2 separate regions of the Mus musculus genome follow, and region 1 is linked to region 2. Evidence: chromatin contacts called from public HiChIP or PLAC-seq data. All regions are on one chromosome and are shown on one strand. The core of a region is the stretch at or near the end of the contact, and the rest is flanking DNA. Distances in the headings are between cores, read along the strand shown. Region 1 overlaps Herc6 (hect domain and RLD 6). Region 2 holds the start of Lsm5 (LSM5 homolog, U6 small nuclear RNA and mRNA degradation associated).

What was found. HiChIP or PLAC-seq counts read pairs in DNA pulled down with a chosen protein or histone mark.
Region 1: a contact with region 2 is called in an H3K4me3 HiChIP or PLAC-seq map of bone marrow-derived macrophages, with 4 times the contacts expected there. The contact joins the enhancer-like site here to the promoter of Lsm5 in region 2. A contact is called at or near these places in 4 of 39 promoter capture datasets (the C10 cell line, liver and pre-B cells), 2 of 115 datasets of contacts at active chromatin or transcription factors (bone marrow-derived macrophages and large pre-B cells) and 1 of 9 other capture datasets (liver).

The regions. Positions count from the first base shown.
Region 1 is chr6:57,639,004-57,644,024 of GRCm38.p6, reverse strand. The region is part of intron 13 of Herc6 (hect domain and RLD 6); the gene reads right to left. Among named protein-coding and RNA genes, the nearest start is that of Pyurf, 51 kb to the left of the region's middle. Within about 2 kb of position 2,059, at least 82 of the 459 cell types and tissues checked have an H3K27ac peak or open chromatin away from gene starts, as enhancers often do. A contact at or near this core is called in bone marrow-derived macrophages and pre-B cells, where this site is marked.
Region 2 is chr6:56,702,130-56,706,988 of GRCm38.p6, reverse strand. It overlaps Lsm5 (LSM5 homolog, U6 small nuclear RNA and mRNA degradation associated), which reads left to right and starts at 2,290. Exons shown (of 5, transcript NM_025520.3): 1 at 2,290-2,366; 2 at 3,580-3,675; 3 at 3,956-3,983; 4 at 4,821-4,859. The coding sequence starts at 2,321.

The DNA.
Region 1 (5,021 bases), core at 810-3,309, 940 kb before region 2:
TGGTATTATTATTAAATTATAGGATTGTATGCACAGAAACTCAAAGGTGGAACCACAATTTAGTATTAATGGGTAAATCTAGCAAGATTTCTACAAAGTAATGACAAATGGTTAGAGATTTAACTTTCAGAAAAAAAAAAAAGGTAAGGCTGAGGGACATTGTTTAGTTAGTAGTTTGTACCAGGCATGAACACAGTCCAGGAGTCAGTTCTCAGCACCTCATACAAACCCAGAGGCAAATAAGCCTGTCATCTCAGCTATTGGGAGACAGAGAGAGTCGCACCAGAGGGTCAAGGTTATTTTCAGTTATATAGTGGACTTGAGACAGCCAAGGGTTCATGAGGCCCTGGTAGAGAAAGACAGAGACAGTGATAGGAACACACACACAGAGAGCCAGAGAGATATTTTACCAAAATTAAAAACTAAGATGAACATCAGGAAAATGCCTATCTTAGCACTTTGGATGCTAAGGCAGGAAGACCACGTGTTCTGGGCCAGCTATAACTTGATAGCAAAAGCCCGGTCCGGACACAAAAATAACAACAAAAGGGCTGTGTGGGGCGTAGCTTAGTTCTGTGACAGAGTGTTTGCCTAGCATCTGTGAGGCTGTAGGTTGCATCTCCAGCACTACAAAGGAGAGAGAGAAAGAAGGAAGGAAGAAGGGAAGCAAGGAAGGAGGGAAGGAAGGAGGGAGGGAAGAAGGGAGAAAAGTAACAATACTTTCATGCTTCAAAGGACACCACTGAGAAAGTGAAATAGATGCACAGAGTAAAGCAAAAGTATCATATTAAAAACCTGTATATACTAACTATGTGCACATATACACGCATATATAATTATAATCCAATAATAAAAACAAAGATGAAATAATTGTAAAATAAGCAAAAAAAATCTTCAAATAAAGTATATTAGTCAATAACTACATAAAAGGTTGTTCAAACTTATTAAGTATTAGATGACAGAAAAATGAAAATGAAAATCACAGTAAGATATCGTTTATTACCCACTATGGGAACATAACCAAAATAGCAGGTAGTAAGTAGCTGAGAAGAATATGAGAATGCAATTTCATACTTTCGTAAAATCCTTGGCCTATTCTACAACATATCAATATTGTGTGTGTGTGTGTGCATGTGTGCGTGCGTGTGTGTGTGTGTGTGTGTGTGTGTGTGTGTGTGTGTGTAGTTTTTCTATTTTGCTTTGTAGGTTTGTGGCAGAATCTCATGTAGCTTAGACTGACCTCAAAATGGAAATATGTGTGTGTATAAACATACATATAGAAACAGAGATACACATATACAGATAGGCACACAGAGATAGACACAAATACACACACACACACACACACACACACACACACACACACACACACACGATATCTCTGCCTATATATAGGTAGCTAAGGATGAGCTTAAACTTCTGGTTCTTCTTCCTCTCCTACCAAATGCAGAAATTATAGGATCCAGCACTAACCCTGGGTAGGACAGTTTAATGTTGGTAGAGGGTAGATTAACAGGTGCATCTGACTAGTGAGCATCTGGTTTTCTTTTTTCCCTATTTCTTTGCTTATTTTTCCATATTTTTAACTATAATGTGCTTACTAGAAGTTTTCTTCCAAGTAAAGAATGAGTATTCAGTAAACTAATAAGTAATTAAACATCTTCATTGTTCATTTACAAAATTAAATAAATTTAGAGCATCTGATTATCTAAACAATACTAAAAGTCACCAAGGAGAGATGTAGTTTATTAAGCAGTAAATTAAGCTATAAGGGAAAGGTTAGATTTTTTTTAAAGTGTATTTTTAATGATTTATTTATTTATTTATTTATTTATTATATTTAAGTACACTGTAGCTGTTTTCAGACACACTAGATGATCTCATTACAGATGGTTGTGAGTCACCGTGTGGTTGCTGGGACACGATTTCCTAGCTGGAGGAAATTTAGAAGGCTAAAATTTTTTGAGAGAGCTAGGAGCCCTTAGGGAAACTGCAGCACAGTTTGGTAATGGCTCAGAGCCAAAAAGAGACAGTGTACACTGCAGCCCAGAAGTCAGAGGGCAAACATTGGCTCCAGGCCAAACCCACAAAGGGAGCCTGCTACAGACACCAGCCCTCATGGGTCAGAATCAACTCAAACTGCCAGATGCTAAACTGGCAACACAAGGTACTAGCTGAGAAGCGCCAAAAGCAACAGGCAGAAAGAAAAAAAAAATCCAAGCCCAGACGCAAAGCTCTAAACAGGTATAATATGCTCGAAAATGTGTTTAAGTGCTAAAGGGGAAAAAATGAATATAGAAAGAATACAGGGAGAAAGTCTCTGAAGGAAGTAAAGAATTAGAGTTTGAAAAGAAAAATATTTTCTGTGTTGAAAATGCGGAGAAGCACAATGACTCAATGCATCTGGATTGCATATGACTTTGTCTTGTTTATCAGCATTTAAATGTTTTTTTTTTTCTGTAACAATTACAATTTTATAGATCCTCTCTAAGAAAGATCAGAATAAAACAGACCTAGGTAAGGAGAGAACTGAAAGACAGAATGCTAGGTTCACGGCCATAGAACAGAGGTTAGAGGATTCTTTAAATCGGAGTAAAGAACCTTCAAAAGAATCCAATCTGGATCCTACAATAACAAAAACAACAACAAAAAAAAAGAAGTTCCAGATGAAATGGAAATTCATAAATGCTTGGGGGAATTATAATGGCAACTCATAGCAATACAATGCTTAATGAAGTTACCTGGGAGCAATAACATGCAATAGCTTATGTATATAATTTTGCAGATTTTGAAAATTGAAAATATACATATGTGATAATACATCACACAATTGATGCATATTTCAAATCCTAATGGTTTTCCGCCTTAAGTTCTAGAAAGGCTGAGTCTGAGATTGCATATTTATTTTAGATGGTGGCTACCTTAGAGAAGCATTTGCAGACTGAAGCTATTTATGCTCGGGTATCATATATTAGAATACAACAATTTTTTAGACATTATGACATAAAGCCTGTTATAGGCATACCTTACAATCATACCACACAAGTAACTGTGCAGCGATCTAACAGAGCTTTAAAGATAATGTTCATAGAACAAAAGGGCGATACAGAATCTCCCAAAGAGAGTTTAATATTTAATATTTTGTTGACATCAATATTTCAAGTCTTAAATGTGGTGGTGGTGTGTGTGTGTGTGTGATTTTAAAGAATGCTGAGACACTGAGATGTATTTATTCCAGCACCCTGCCTGATCCTACCTCAGACTGCCTCAATGCTGTTTCTTCAATGAGATAGATAGCATAACTGCTAAAATACATTGACTTATGGAAAAACTGCTGAACTAAACCAGACTGCTTATATTAAGGATGTCCTAACCTAAGAATGGAAGGAAGGAAATGTGATTCTTTGGGGGAGAAATTTTGTGTTTCTCTCTACAGGAATAGAAAAGCTATGCATTCCTTCCAAACTGATAAAAATCAGATCTGACAGATGTGACTTCAGACCCCTGAAGATTCTGGCTACAGATAGGGAAAAAAAAAAAAAAAAAAAAAAAAACCAACCAAACAAACAAACACTACGAAAACCAACTAAACAGGTAACTTGTTTCACTGACCCTTCTACATAGGGACAGTTCTGAGACTGGCTGAGACATGACAGTGTTTTGTGCCAAAACTTCAGCTATGTGTATCCAATAAATCATTTTGGCTATAGATTCCTCAAGAATTCTGATACCATCCTTTCAAATGGCTTAGATATAATTCATATTATAGTTTGGTTAAACAATCCAAACTAACTTATAAAGAAGGACAGAGAGCCGAGACTCATCTGAGGCTGGATGGTAAACACTGCACATCCCATGCATGTGTAAATAGAAAAATGTGTATTACCCCTCAACGCTTACATATTCACAGAAAAAAACAACCAGACAAGCAGCCCTGAGACAATTACCTTAAGGATGACAAAAAAGATGCTGAGACATTGAGATATATTTATCCCCACATCCTGCCTGATCCTACCTCAGGCTGCCTCAATGCTGTTTCCTTAAAACTGTGTATCCAGGACAGATTCAAAGTAAGCTACTGGCCCAGTTGGTGAGCATCAAAGACTGTTCCAGTCAGGACTTCAGTTAAGCCCTGAATTTTCCCAGCATGCAAAGACTGGACAATAAATGCTACAGCTAGCTTTCTTAGACTGACCCAAATCACAATTTTTAGGCGACCACCTCCAAAAGAAAAACAATGCTTCAAGTCAGCAGGATGCAACTTTAGGACAAAAACAACCCATTTGCCAAAAGTGGGGTGGATGGTTCTTTTTGTTCAATGGATGATTGCTCTTTGTTTTCATTTAAGGTGGGTAGTTACAAGTTGTAATGGTCTTGAATCAGGAAAGAAACAAACTAAGGGAGTTTAGACTCAGAGATTTTTCTTTCTTTTTCTTTCCTCTATCCTTCTTTCTTTTCTATCTAGTGTTAGGGGGAGGAGGGAGAAGGGATGAAAAGAAAGAAGTAGAATATAGGAATAATTAGAATAAAAGGCTGATTATTGGATCTACTCTTAAATTATTGAGCCACTACTAGTCAAAATAATCTTCTATTAGTATAGGTTTTTATATATTGATACAAAATTAAGGTTATATTTAGTTACAACATAGTAGTATCAACTTTTTAAAAGCTATTGTACCTATGTAAACCTTAAAAATGTAATGTTAACTTCTAGTCTTTCTGAAAGTTACTATTACAAACTGTTTAAGATAATTAAGATAATGTCAGTTAATAGTCAGACAGTCAATCTCATGGTCATGCTAGAAACATGTTTAGTTTATTACAGAAATATATTTCCAAGGTTGAACAGATAGTAAATACCTAGAAACAAACATTTACCTATGCAGACGGACTTATACATAGATGCTCTTCACAAATCTCAGAGACAACAGAATATGGCATTTAAAGACATCTTACTGATAAATGACCTTTTATAACAGTGGGACAGGTCTGATCCTAGCAGTACTCCCATTCTACTTGAA
Region 2 (4,859 bases), core at 1,041-3,540:
TTCCTGGCCAGTCGAGCGCGCGCAAGAGTGTCCCTTCACATCAATAGAAAAGTCACAAAGACAGACATACATGCAAACGAAACACCCATATAATTAATTAATTAATTAATTAATTAAAAATAATACTGTGTTTGCCATTACTATCAGTGCTTCTAATAGAAAAACTAAGATTTAAAAAGCTTAAATAATGTACACATAAGAAAAAATAATTAGTAGAAACTGTGTTGGGGTTAGTGAGATGGCTCTAGATAAAGGTGTTTTCTGCCATGCTTGTTGACCAGAGTTTGAGCCCCGGAATACACATGATAGAAGGAAAGAACACATTCCTTCAAATTTTCTTCTATTACACATGTGTGTGCACTCATATGGTGCACACAATTCAATGTAATTTTAAAAACAGTTTTAAAAGCTTTTAAAAATTGTGAAGTTTGGATTTGACTAAAAGTCACTAAATTCAGAACCAGTGGATTTAATCACTATGCTATGTCCCAGTGTTCTTAGTCTTGAGGAATCGGGTTTTTGAAGGGTAGCTAACTTTGAATAATTATATTAAAAAATACATCCAAGTAATCCTGACAGCTATTGACACTGCTGTCAGCCAGCATCGGCCTCCAACAAGACTACACAAGTCAGGATAGGTGATCATCTCTGGCCAGGGTCCTGCAAACTGAACATCTTTACCAGGACATTGAGCAGTATCATGCAGTTAAATAGAAAAAAAAATGAGTGAAGACTGGGGTTACTCAGGAAATGGATTTGAAAAGGCAAGTGTTTTATGCTCAATGTGGGAGAAATGGGTATGGTTTAAAGACAAGATCAACAAGAGAAGCTTGGAGTGACACACATCCACTGCACACAATGTTTCCTTTTCTCAGAATGCGGCTTTTGCCTCTTCTCTGCTTACCCATTCTTAGTCACTGTGTGAGAAGACTCCCAACAACTCCTCAGTTCTTCAAGCTGTGGCCAAGGGACAGTGTTTTAACTTGTTTTAAGCACAAGGAACTTAATCCTGACTCTTACCTCAAAAGGATGGCTGTCAAGTGTGTTTGTAATTGCCTTGGGACCTAGTAGATCTGTAAGACTTATAGATTGGGCGTGGAGGAAAAAAAGCCACCACTGGCTTGGAATTGAGAATGGAGCTGAGTTTTCATTGCTTTCCATATTAAATCCCATAGTGCTGTGCACATGAAATGTACTATTTGTCCTCCTTCCCACTCTCTTGGTTGAAGACTTTTCTGAACATTGTTTTATGTATCCAGCAAGCTGCTAGTCAAACAATATTCCACTGATATGTTTTTTCAATGGAGGAATGAAGGGTGCTCATCTCTCATATTTAGGCTGTTTGGTTTTAAGTCTGTCACATGAGATGGACAAAGGCAAAGTATTTATCTGCTTTAACAACAACAACAACAACAACAACAACAACAAAACAAGCACGTAAACGAACAAACAAAAAACACTAGGGCCCAAACTCCGGGCCTCATGAATGCTAGGAAAGTACCCTATAGCCAAGCTACCAGCTAGCCCTTGTTAGTTTTAATTTCTTATTTTGTGTCGGGGTCTAAGAGGGCCATGCCTGCAACAGATGCCTCCTTTTGTCTCTCAAGTGTTGGGTTTACTGGCCACTCCACGTTAAAAGGGGGCTTTTTAATCTTTTCCAATGCAGAAGTGTGATAGCAAGGTTTCCAAACATGATGGAGTCAACATACAGAGTGACATCTTACGGTTGCCTGCAAATTGAAAACTGATAGTGACTTTAATGCCTGTAATAAACCAGACACCTAGAAACGACAAGAAGAAATTAAATAATAGTAGAAGTTTTTTGTTTGTTTGTTTGTTTGTTTGTTTTTTCTAAAAAAAAAAAAGCTTGTGAAAAATGCTGCTTTATAGACTTTCAGTCCTCTGGCCTTAAAAGTACCAGATTCCTTAAAAAAAAAAAAATGAGTAGTTGTTGAGGAGCATGCAGAACGAGTTTATAGTAGGAAATATAAATTGATTTTATTGCTCTGAAGAAAGATACAGGCTTGAAATGCAACCTTCTAGAGGAAAATTAACCGACTCAGAGATCTCGTATGCTGGTCTTCCGGCGGCAAATTATCTCTGAAGTTTAGCAAAACTTGGGGGTACCATAGGTGCCTGTTGGGTTGGTGGCAGGGATAGAGATCCGAACCTCTCTATCGAATCTGTCTGCGATCCATTGGGATCCTCTGGATCTCAAGATCGGCTTTGGATTAGTCTTGTCTGAACCAGCTGTGGAAAAGGGCGGAAGCGCGCAATTTTAAAGTCTGCGCCGGTGTCCTTAGCCACTTCCGGCGTGGCCATGGCGGCTAACGCGACCACGAACCCGTCCCAACTCCTGCCACTAGGTAAAAGTCTTGTTTGGGGAGCGGTCGGGTTGCTGCAATTCCACGCTGGGGGCCGAGGCTGGGCCACCGCCCCTCCGGGCCCGGCTGTCCGGTCCTTGGCGTCACTGGGCAGACAGACAGACCGTTTTGCCTGTCGGTGGTCGGTGAGGGTCCCACTTAGTGAAGGACGTGCTCGGCCTTTTTGAGCTCGCCAGTAAGATGTCATGAGTCGCGCAGTCCCAGTTCTCAGCTTGGCCTTCTTGGTCTCCAGATCAGGTAGACCCTGTATTGGCTTGGGTAAGGAGTGCGCCACGGCATACAATGAATCTTACAATAGAAATCTGGAAACTAGCCCCGTCGTTCATTAATTCAACAAGCAATTCCCGCGCAGTGCCAGAGAACTGTTGAATAATGAACTTGAATTACAGCCATTGCTTTCAAGATCGCACACCGGCACGCATCGTGCTGAGCAATTCTAAGATGCTGAGATGAACAGGTTGGCCCAGGAGCACAGAGAGTTAAGGTTAAGTGAGAGAAGGAGTGACGGGAAAGCCGGTGTCTGTAATAATGCTTCTCCCTTGTCATGTTTTGGGGCTGGTGAGCTTAGTGAATGTGTCTGTGATTGAAAGTTTTTGCAGTGTTAGATATTGTTTATCGGTACAAACACTGATGAAGAAAAACAGTTATGGTCTCCACCCACCTCATGGTGTGTGTTTTCATACATTAATCAAATAATCTAAATAAAAATCACAGTCCTATTAATTGCAAATAAAGAGTTAAGTGAAAGCTAAGGCAAACATTTGTGCTAACGATTAAACAGAGATTTGTGTAAGATGTAAAATTACCGAATGGTTCCAGATACATATGTAGGAGAGTATGGCCTTTTTTGACATCATTGGGAGGGGAGGCTCTTGATCCTGTGGAGTTTGATGCCACAGCATAAGGAGAATGCTGGAGTGGGTGGGTGGGTGGGGGAGCACCCTCATAGAAGCAATTGGGGAGTGGGGAGAAGGTAGATATGGGAGGGGTGTTGTGGAGGGGTAACCAGGAAGGGGGAATATCATTTGAGATGTAAACAGATGGAATGATTAATAAAAGTAAGTAAATAAATAAATAAATAGCAAAAAACTGAATGTTTTTGCTTATCTTTAATGATAAAAAATAATAAGTGAAGTAGGCATTCAAATGTTGGTCGATCTAATAAGTAGGTAAAATTACCCTTTTCCTTCCACAGAGCTTGTGGACAAATGTATAGGGTCAAGAATTCACATTGTGATGAAGAGTGATAAAGAAATTGTCGGGACACTTCTAGGATTTGATGACTTTGTCAGTATCCTTTTTAAAAGCGGGAATGGTGTAGGTTTCTAAAGATGTATTAATATAAGAAAGAACTATAGACAACCGAAGAATTTCTGGTTATTACATTAAGAATAATTTTGTTTTCCAGGAACTTGGTAGTATTTTAAGAGGTGTGTTTGCTGACAGTTGATAGGGCTCTTGCCAACAACAAACCTTTTGAATTTGCACTATCATAGTGTTGAACATATTTTAAACCAAACAAAAACATATACCTGAATAAACCTTATTTATTTTCTTAACATTAAATTCAGATATGGTGTTGGAAGATGTCACAGAATTGTGAGTAGTATTTAAAAAATTAAAAAAATTTGAGAGGAGGGGAGGAAATCTCTTTTTAATTAAAGATGGTGCCTTGATTACTTTTTTCTATTAATGTGAAGAGACAGCATGACAAAGGTATCTTATGGAAGAATGCGTTTAACTGGGGGCTTGCTTACAGTTTCAGATGGTTAGAGTCCCTGACTGTCCTAGCTAAGAGCTTATATGTTAGATAATAACCAAGAGAGAGAGAGAGAGAGAGAGAGAGAGAGAGAGAGAGAAGTAAATAGAGAACGCGAGCGCACTAAGTGGGTATAATTTAGGTTTTTGGAATCTCAAAGCCTAACAGGGTGATACACCTCCTCCAAAAAAGGCCACACCTCCTAATCATTTCCAGTTTGCCAACAGAGGACCAAGTGGAGGCCATTCTCCTTTAAACCTCCATAGCAGCTTTAGTATGATCGATATAAAAAAAATTACTTGTTGGAAAATACCTTAATACTGAAACGTTATTTACTGGTGTTTGTGAGGTCCAGTTAAAGGATTATTATCTTCATATTATTCCTGAATTTGTAAGAAATTAGTGTGAACAAGCTTTATGGTGAATTATATTTACATGAGTATTATCCAATGGGCAGTTTGTATTCTGTATATATTTACTGTAATTATATGCGTTCACATTGAATCATGTGTAAGAATAACAGCTTTGTCACTAGGGATTGAACCCAGGGCCTTGTGTGTGTGCTCTGCCACCAAGCTATTCTCCTTACCCCAGTAGGACTTTTAGGGAGGGAAAGTGTTTCTAATACTGCCTTTGATTACTTGTTTATCCAGACTCCATTTAATCTATCTTTTTAGTGAAATTACACCAGAAGGAAGAAGAATTACAAAATTAGA